Regions from separate parts of the Anser cygnoides genome. Here region 2 is linked to region 1. The links are chromatin contacts, called in public Hi-C maps. All regions are on one chromosome and are shown on one strand. The core of a region is the stretch at or near the end of the contact, and the rest is flanking DNA. Distances in the headings are between cores, read along the strand shown. Region 1 overlaps FARP1 (FERM, ARH/RhoGEF and pleckstrin domain protein 1). Region 2 holds the start of FARP1 (FERM, ARH/RhoGEF and pleckstrin domain protein 1).

Region 1 (4,234 bases), core at 1,702-4,201:
GGCTTAGAGCAGTGTTCAGGAATTTGTTTTCAAACGAGCTCCACAAGTTTTCTCAGCTTGAAACATGAACTATCATGAAATACACATCCTGCTGGCTCAGTGCACTTCTACAGTTGGTTGAATAAGCCCTTTCAGTGGTTATAAGATTGCATTTTTCCAGTATATAAAGAGCTGGCTGCAAGGTTGCATTCTCCCAATCTCTAGGTGCATTGCACACACAAATATTATTTTTCCTCTTATATCCAGTTATACTGGCAAATAAATGTTCATTGGTGTTGATTATATTGTGCAGAGCTTTTACAATGGTATCTGACTTCTGCTAGTGTATTCTAGGTGAACCAGGTCTTTCAGAGCATTCCTAGACAAGGTAGCATTGCTTTCTGTTGTATTTGTTTTCACGTTAAGTTGCTTCTGTGCCAAACGCTAGACTATTAGAGGCGTCGCTTTTCCTGGAGTAGCAGGGAGAGTTTTAATTAAAACCTGCCTTTCTACTCCTTACTCTGTTAATGTATATACTATTGTACTGCAAAATCTGGGAACAACAAATGCCAAAACCTTCTATTTACTTTCCATATATACCAAACAATCAAATACAAGCTACAATTTCTATTCATGATTTTTAAATAAATAACAGGAGGTAATTAAGTTGGTCATTCTTTGTCCATTCTTAAAAAAGTCATACCATTTACCAAGAATTACCACAGAGAAAACTAAATTACCCTATTTATTTCCATATTTAGTAATTCAAGTCGTGGAATATATTGTGCCATTCATATCTGGATTTCATGCAACCTAGAAGTTTATGGAAAGAACTCACCTATACTGATAAGGTTCGTTTGCATTAAGACCAGGCACAAGTTCAAAAAACACGTCAGTTACTGAGTAATGAGTCAAAAAAATTAAGAGAATTCCTGAGATGCTTCCAGATTAAGTGGTAGGAACTAAGAAAAAAGCAATGCAAGATAGAGATATCTGTTACTGTATTAGAGTACAAGTTTTTCTCTAAAGTTAACTTCTTCAGATTCAGAGAAGCTTATGAATGATGAAAGTGAACATGCCCTGGAAATCCTCCTCGACCACAGCTTTAAAAAACAGCATACCAGAGCAGAAGCATCATACTCTGCTTCAGAGGTGTTTTCAGCTTGGACCTTTGCACGGACAGCCTAAGATATTTACATCTCAGATACTGGAAGAAAGAAAAAAATTAACTGATTAAATGCTGCTGTTGTAAACTCACAGAGGAGGTGCCAATAAAATACAACCTTCTCCCTACCTCCTCTGGCAACATAAAAAAAGTTAAACAAAACAAAAATGTATCAGCAATTTAATCTCCAGTGACTTGGGAACTATGTGAATCAGAAAGAAATCTAGAAAGGCCGCACTAAAACATTTGCTTGCCCTCACCCTTAGATTTAAGTGCCCTTATTGCTTTACATGGATTTTTCTTTCATGAACAAACTGCATGGGCCTTAAGAGATTGCCACAGTACCAAAAAATTCATAGCATGGTGTGATTTGACAGTATGCTGATATGCTCACTGTATTGTGAGTAGGAGACAACAGTTTAGCAAATTGTTTTCTGATGAAAAAATAAATAAAAAAACTTGGCCACCCAAGAAAGGTCTCCAAAACCAACAGCCAGCAGCAGATTTCAGAGGGACATCACCATCTGCTTCCAGCCAGTATGGCCAACAGCAATTTGTATCGTTCTGCAAACTGTGCAAATTCAGTTACTTTTAAAGCATTCTGATTTTTTGTAAAAGTGCTGGATTTTCACTTAGTTTGCTCCTCCAGTTTATCTTCTCTTTAATGTTCAAAGTCTGACAAAAAAAGGGCTGCTAGAAAGGACCTGCACACATGGAAGAATGAACATGAGAAGAAATACCACCAAGGAGGCTTCAGCTGCCAATACTCTTCAGCTGCCAAGCTTTTACCTTGGTACTTTCTTCTGTTTCTCCTCTGCACGGTGAGCAGATGGATTCACACTTTGGTATCTGGTGGTATCACAAATCATCGAATTTCAGCATGACTGAAGTCTTGGAAGCAAGAAACCAATTAATTATTTTAAGCTTGCAGAAGCCAGACAACCCAGGGGAGTTCTGCCAAGCAAAGATGGAAGAGAATTTACAGATATAATTGTGAACTCCTGCTAGACTGATACTGGCTGGAAAAGGTCTGGTTCATTTCCGAGTGATGGAAACAGGTTTCTAACAAGTACAACGAGAAATTGTGATGGATGTCTGGAATAACATCAGACGTCAGCTTCTTTCTACAGGTGTCTCAAACCCTCTTTTCTACCTCTGATCTTGGTGTTGAGTAATCCCTGTGCAACATCTCATATAGGTCCACCTGCTGCTTGTACTTCAGCTGTACGCCAGCACTTTCTCTCCTTCACTGCAGTACAATGTTTCATCTAATACTTCGCTTCCTCTTTTACCACAACCCAAATGCCACTTCAAGCCTTGTCTGCTAGATGACTTCCTGTTTTCCACCAAAAGCTTTTTTTTCTCTGCCCTTTAGAATCACAGAATCATTGGAAAAACCCTCCAAGCTCATCTGGTCCAACCATCCCCCTACCACCAATGTCACCCACTAAGCCATGTCCCTAAGCACCACGTCCAACCTTTCCTTGAACACCCCCAGGGATGGTGACGCCACCACCTCCCTGGGCAACCCGTCCCAGTGCCTGACTGCTCTTTCTGAGAAGAAATGTCTCCTCATTTCCAACCTGAACCTCCCCTGGTGCAACTTGAGGCCATTCCCTCTAGTCCTATCGTTAGTTACCTGCGAGAAGAGGCCGACCCCCAGCTCCCCACATCTTCCTTTCAGGCACCTGTAGAGAGCAATAAGGTCTCCCCTGAGCCTCCTCTTGCACCTCTTTTCTGAAATGTCTGCAAATTAACCAACTATCTTGTTCAATTTTGAGCACCAAAGCTGGCCACAACATTCCAGCTGCACTTCTCCAGTGCCTCATGCAGATGTAGCGCAGCCTGGCTGGGCCTGCCTGGCATTTTCCTGGTGATGGAGCACAGCAGGTGCCACGACGGAAGAACCACACCTGCAGCTCCTGTTCATCTGACCAGCACCCATGATTCTGCATCATGTCATGTTGGCTTTTTGTTTGCTGCAGACTACAGTGGTGAGGGTAACTTAAAGAGAAGCAACACAGCAGTAAAAAGCCTGCAAACAGCCTATAAGCAGGTTTTTTCCAACTATTTGTCTGAAGTTTATAAATACTAGGATTGACTAAGTAAACAGATTTCAAGTTGAGCAATGAACTGCCATTTCTTTCTCTCCTCCCACTATGTGGGTACCCATACAGTTTCATCCTGCATCCATTTAGAAAGACATGTACCAGCTTCCGTGCTAACGCACCACGGTGAGCAGGCATCCCTGGAATGAGACAGCAGGCTGCTGAGAAATGCTGCACCAACCACTCCACGTTTTCTGTGCGGCAGTAGGGATGACTGACCAGCTGGTAGACAAAGCTAAAGATAAAACCGGTTTGATTATTTACAGGTTCCCAAACTCAGACTTGATAAGAGTCCATAATGATTAACAGCTAGCTGCCGAACAGAAAGGCGGCAGTCCTCAGGTTGTAAGGACAGAAAACACAGCGCTGCTTCGGCGGCAGATCAGAGCAGGCAACAGGAGCCACCACGTTCAACTTCCAGCAACTTGTGCAGGGGCAGAAAACCCAAGTCCTCCCTCAATGGAGCTGGCTAATGAGAGTTCGTTTCTACTACCTCTGCAGTTACAGTCTTTGCCTCTACCCTGTCAATTTGCTACGACTGAGGGCCTAAAATGCCCTTTTCAATCTTTTCCGTAACTTCATTTCCATTGGCTACCAACTTCCCCTTTACCACAGCCTGGAAATACAAAAGGGTGCAAAGAAAAAGTGAGCGGACTGAGCAATGATTTTTGTACTGAATTCTAGTATCGCTAAACAAGAATGCCTGTGAACTACTGTTTATACATTTCAAACCTTTTCTGTGGCAAAAGGTCTTTCCCAGATTGCTTCTACATCTTCCCAACAGGTGACTTAACTGATACTCACAGCAAACATACTGTAGAGTAGAATTCACATACAGCCAGATGGCCCCCAACATCTCACCTGGAGCTGCTTAATGGTACTGCTTCTCATGGGGAAGGCACCAAGGAGAGATTTCACTTTTTACATGTGCAGATTTCATACCTGTCATCAAAACAGCTATTTTATAAAACTACTCTTACAA
Region 2 (4,374 bases), core at 1,006-3,505, 92 kb after region 1:
ACATAACGCAAAAAACTGCCAGCACTGGCAGCCTCATCTTCATCAGCATCAAGAATTTTATATTTTTTAAAATGAAATGCCAGCTTTCATCATAGATGAATTTCTTAAGTGGAAGCTTGGATTTTTTCCTAAGTCAAATTAATCTAAAATCAGCAGGGAAAAATCACTGAATAGTTCTATAACTTTAGAATTCTCTACCTGAATTTTAATGCAGAAATAAATCTCCTAAAGCGAGTCATTTTCTTTTCTTTTTTAAACCGTCACATTTAAGCAGCATTTCCCCTTTGGTCATTCATCACCCACAATCTTCTTTCCAAAAAAAAAATTGGTTGCAAGTAGCAAGTTTTAAGACACTGATTGCACAATGACTAATGAACTGTGTCAACTTGGGGAAAAAAAAAAAAAAAAGATTTCCAATTTGAAATCCAGCCATTAAGTAAAAGTCAGGCTTTGGTGTTCCGCATTCGGCCTCTTACCAACTTTTGACATTTTGAAGCCGCGTGTCACTGTGTGTGAAGCATGCCGCCCGCTCTCCTTGTGTATTTGGCTCAGTCAAGACAACAGAGCGCAGGAGAAAAAAACAATTTAGTTGGCCATACTGAAGACTTTGCAAAAGGCAAGCAGAGCAGTCCAGTTTTCTAACCCCTTCTCACGAGGCTGACAGCTGGCCCTGCTGCCAACAATCCCTTCCACAGCTAAATTTGAGCTTCGGTCTGCGGGGAAAAAACGAACCGAGCGTCTGGGCAGACTTACCGGCATCGAAACTTGCAAAAATAGCAGTCGTAACTCGGCGCGTTACGAACAACCCCTCATCCTCGCCGCTTACCAAGGGGAGGAGGAGGCTCTGGAGCCGAAGCACGGCGACGAGAGCGATGGATTAGCGAGGCAGGAGGCCACGGGGGGATCCTGGCCCATGGACTACCCGTCCCGGCGTGCACCCGGCCGGCTCGGCGGCGGCCCTCGGAGCACACGTGCGGCGAGGCTAAGAGGATTCCCCGCTTTCCGAGAGCTGCTGAACGGCTCCAGCCCGAGCCAGACACCGCAGATCTCCAGCAAACGTCCCTCAGTTGAGGGAACGGAAAATAAAAATGAAGAAATTAAAAACAAAAAAAAAAAAAAAGGGGGGGGGGGGTCTTGATTCAGAAGAACGTTTGGGGCTTTGCTTAGCCGGACCGCTGGAGAGTTTTATTGTTGTTGGCTCGAAGCCAGTGTCAGCCGCTCGCTGTAAATACGTACTGGAAGCGACACAAGGAGCAAGAGTCAAAGTAGCTGGGAGACGGGGAGAATAAAAGCACCAAGCAACACCGGGGCGATCGTCCTTCCCCTCCCTGGGGACACGCCGCCTCGAAGGGAACCCTGCGAGGACAGGCTGGCACCGAGAAGCGACACGCCGCCCGCTTCGTTTGTTTCACGCCAGCCACCGAGCCAACCCAGCAACTTTAAAAAAGAAACACACCTCCACAGAGTTTGCGTGCTTTTAAATAAAATACAGAAGCAGAAGCACAAAGGACAAGGCCTGCTCCCCGCCAGCTCCCACTCCGGACATAAACTCGCAAACCCCACCCGAGGGTCGGTGGGGCTTTGGGGGAGGCCGGGCCAGGACCCCCGCAGCCCCACGGAGCCTCGGGGGGCCCCGGTAGCAGCGGGGACCGCGGGGACCCCCCTCGGGGGCCGGCAGGGGCGGGCACGGCTCCGCCCGGCACCCATGGGTGCCCCCCTCGGGGCTCCCTCGGCAGCCCGGGGGGCGAACAAAAGCCCCTCCGCCGTCGGTCTGTCGGTCCGTCCGGTGCCTCCCCGCACTGCTAATGGGATTAAGCCGGGCTGAGCGGCGCCCTCGGGGCGCTGTCACCGCCCGGGGAAGCGGCGGCGGGGCCGGGGGCGCCGCTCCCCGTTGTCGTCGCCGCCGGTGCCCGGTGCCCGGTGCCGGTCCCGCCCGGTCCCATTGTTCGCCCTTACCGTGTGCGGGGCTGGGGCTGCCGGGGCTCCTCGCTGCGGCTGGTGCGGGGGCAGTGGCGCTCGGCCGCCGGAGGTCCGAGCCATTAAAAGCTCCGCGGGGAGGAGAAGGAGGAGAAGGCGGCGGGAGAAGGAGGAGGAGGAGGGCAGCGGGGGGCTCGCAGGAGCAGGGTCGCCATGTCCGGCTGTGCGGCGCGGAGGGGGGAGCCCGGCCGGCCGCCCGGGTTGCGGAGCAGAAAGGGGGCGAGGCGGCTGGGGGCAGCCCCTGCTGCCGCCTGCTGCCCGGGGGAGCGGCAACGGGAAGGGCGGCCGCGCCTCCCCTAAGCCTGCCTCCTCCCGGAGGGGGAGCCGCCGGCGGCAGGAGGCGGCCGAGAGCCCCCTCCAGCGTTCACGGGAGGCGGTGGCGCCTCGCCATGGCCGCCCGCCCGCCTCCCTGCTGCCGGGGGGCGGCCTGAGGGGAGCCTGAGGGGCGAGGCGGGCAGGGCGTGAGGGGAGGCGCTCGGCGGTCGCCGCCGCGGTGTGGCAGCGGGTTAGGGGTCGGCCCCCACCGGTGTGGGGCTGGTGGTCTCGTTCCCGGCTGGCAGGAGGTTAAAGCTGGGTCCGGGGGGAGCCCCGGGGGTGTCACCTCAAGGGGGTTGCGCGGAGCTGCGATCCCTTGGTTCCCTGCCCTAAAAATAAAGAGGAAGAAATGGTGGGTTTACCAAGAGGTATCACTCCACACTCCTCGTACTCCAAGCACTTCTCTGAGACACCTGAGAAAGGACTTGGTGGTGTACGGGTGGCATATTCAAGCTCTATGTTCATTACTTGCTTCGTCATTAGATAACAGCAGACTACAGCGCAGTAAAATTTAACAGGTAGCAGCAATCGGAGCATCAAGGGCTGTCTCAAAACCCTCCGCTCCAGGACATGGGCTGAAAGAACTCCAGGCAAGGACCAGGGCTGGGGACTACACCTCTTCCAGAGCCACTGCACATCCATTCCCTCAGAGAAGACTTAAAGCTGTGGCAAAGAGGTTCCCCAATACACCCAGGACCAGCATAAACGTTTGCAGACAGCACCTCACACCACTGTCCGTTTCTTTAAGCGTTAGGGTGTGCCTCTCTTTTCAGCCTTTTCCTGCCTTTTACCCAATATTTTTTCCTGAAGGTGACTGGGGGGTAGAGCACACAAATGAGTAATGCAGAGGAAACACTTCAGGCCTTAGAAGTTCTCTCACGGACTCGGGAGGGAGCAGTGAACTAATTGTGTAGTTACAGAGCTACTGTTCTGAGCTCCTAGCGTCTGTGGGCCATTTGAGGAGCCCAACCGCTATCCCCGGATAGCATATTTTCATCATTGCAGCGAAGAGAAAAGGTACGTGAACACCATAAATATTTTCTCCTCTAAGCCTTGCCCTTGCTAAATCCCCAAAAGACAGACTCCTCTGCTGGCAACAGCAATGCCTCTATGCACAAACACCTCACGACAGATACCTTGGTGTATCTGCAAAAATACGCCAACCAACCTTGTGAGATCAAGAGATCTCCGTTTCTTAGGTCAGCCCCAAAACTTTAGCCATGTACATGGGTTACTGACTGAAAGGCTGGAAATTGTCCTTAGCTGTCAATACTTGATAAGATAGTAATTACTGTCATATTCCCCCAGACTTTTTCCCACACAAAATGCACGGCCTGTCAGTAGAAGACCAAGAGGAAAGGCTGCCTGCTCATTCTAACAAGATCCATGATTAAAAACACTGGCATAATTAATAAGTCCGCCCCCCCCCCCAAAAAAAAAATACTTTGTCAGCAGCTTTAACCACTAATTAAGGTGCTGTTGCAGTAAGAGCAGTACCACAGGGATCAACCATAACATTTAGAATTTCCTGGTGTTTTTTACGCAGACTTCCAAATCACTGATGCCTCATTCACACCTAACAAAGAGTTGTTGTAGTCTACATCACATGGGTGAGGTCATCTTCAGTGCCTTCCAAGTTTGAGTGACCTTGAAACTTTTCTCACCGCTAAACAGAAGTAGCAGGTTGCCCTGCAGCTATTTGACCATTTACTACTGAGCTCCAAAAAGCAACAGTAAAATATTCTCTTGAGTGGTCAGCTTACTGAGTCATCAAACGTGGTAACACATTGGTCATTTCTCCAGGAGCCACAGACAAGCTTGTGTCTGGTTTATTTAATTGACTCTGTTCTTGAGTCTTCTGGAAATATCGAGCACAACTAGCAACTGACATCTAAACAAGCTTCTTTATTGTTTCTCAGAGTGTTTATCTAGTCAGTCATAGTCATCGCTCACAGGTCCATTCCCATTGATGCTCTCTGCAATTCTAAGCAGAGTTGTTTTTTTTTCTCTGAAAATGATTTCTCTCTTGTAAATTACACATGGCAGCAGCTCATACTCTTCCGGTGTGATTGTGAGGAAAAG

What was found. A called contact is a pair of places that touch in the nucleus more often than the background predicts.
Region 2: a Hi-C map of liver shows a contact between it and region 1, with 2.2 times the contacts expected there. The contact joins the promoter of FARP1 here to the enhancer-like site in region 1. A contact is called at or near these places in 2 of 7 Hi-C or Micro-C datasets (granulosa cells and liver).

Annotation. Positions count from the first base shown.
Region 1 is chr1:156,025,085-156,029,318 of Taihu_goose_T2T_genome, forward strand. All of the region lies in intron 2 of FARP1 (FERM, ARH/RhoGEF and pleckstrin domain protein 1), which reads right to left. Among named protein-coding and RNA genes, the nearest start is that of FARP1, 92 kb to the right of the region's middle. Within about 2 kb of position 2,952, at least 2 of the 3 cell types and tissues checked have open chromatin away from gene starts, as enhancers often do. A contact at or near this core is called in liver, where this site is marked.
Region 2 is chr1:156,117,414-156,121,787 of Taihu_goose_T2T_genome, forward strand. It overlaps FARP1 (FERM, ARH/RhoGEF and pleckstrin domain protein 1), which reads right to left and starts at 2,256. Exons shown (of 27, transcript XM_048072721.2): 1 at 1,957-2,256.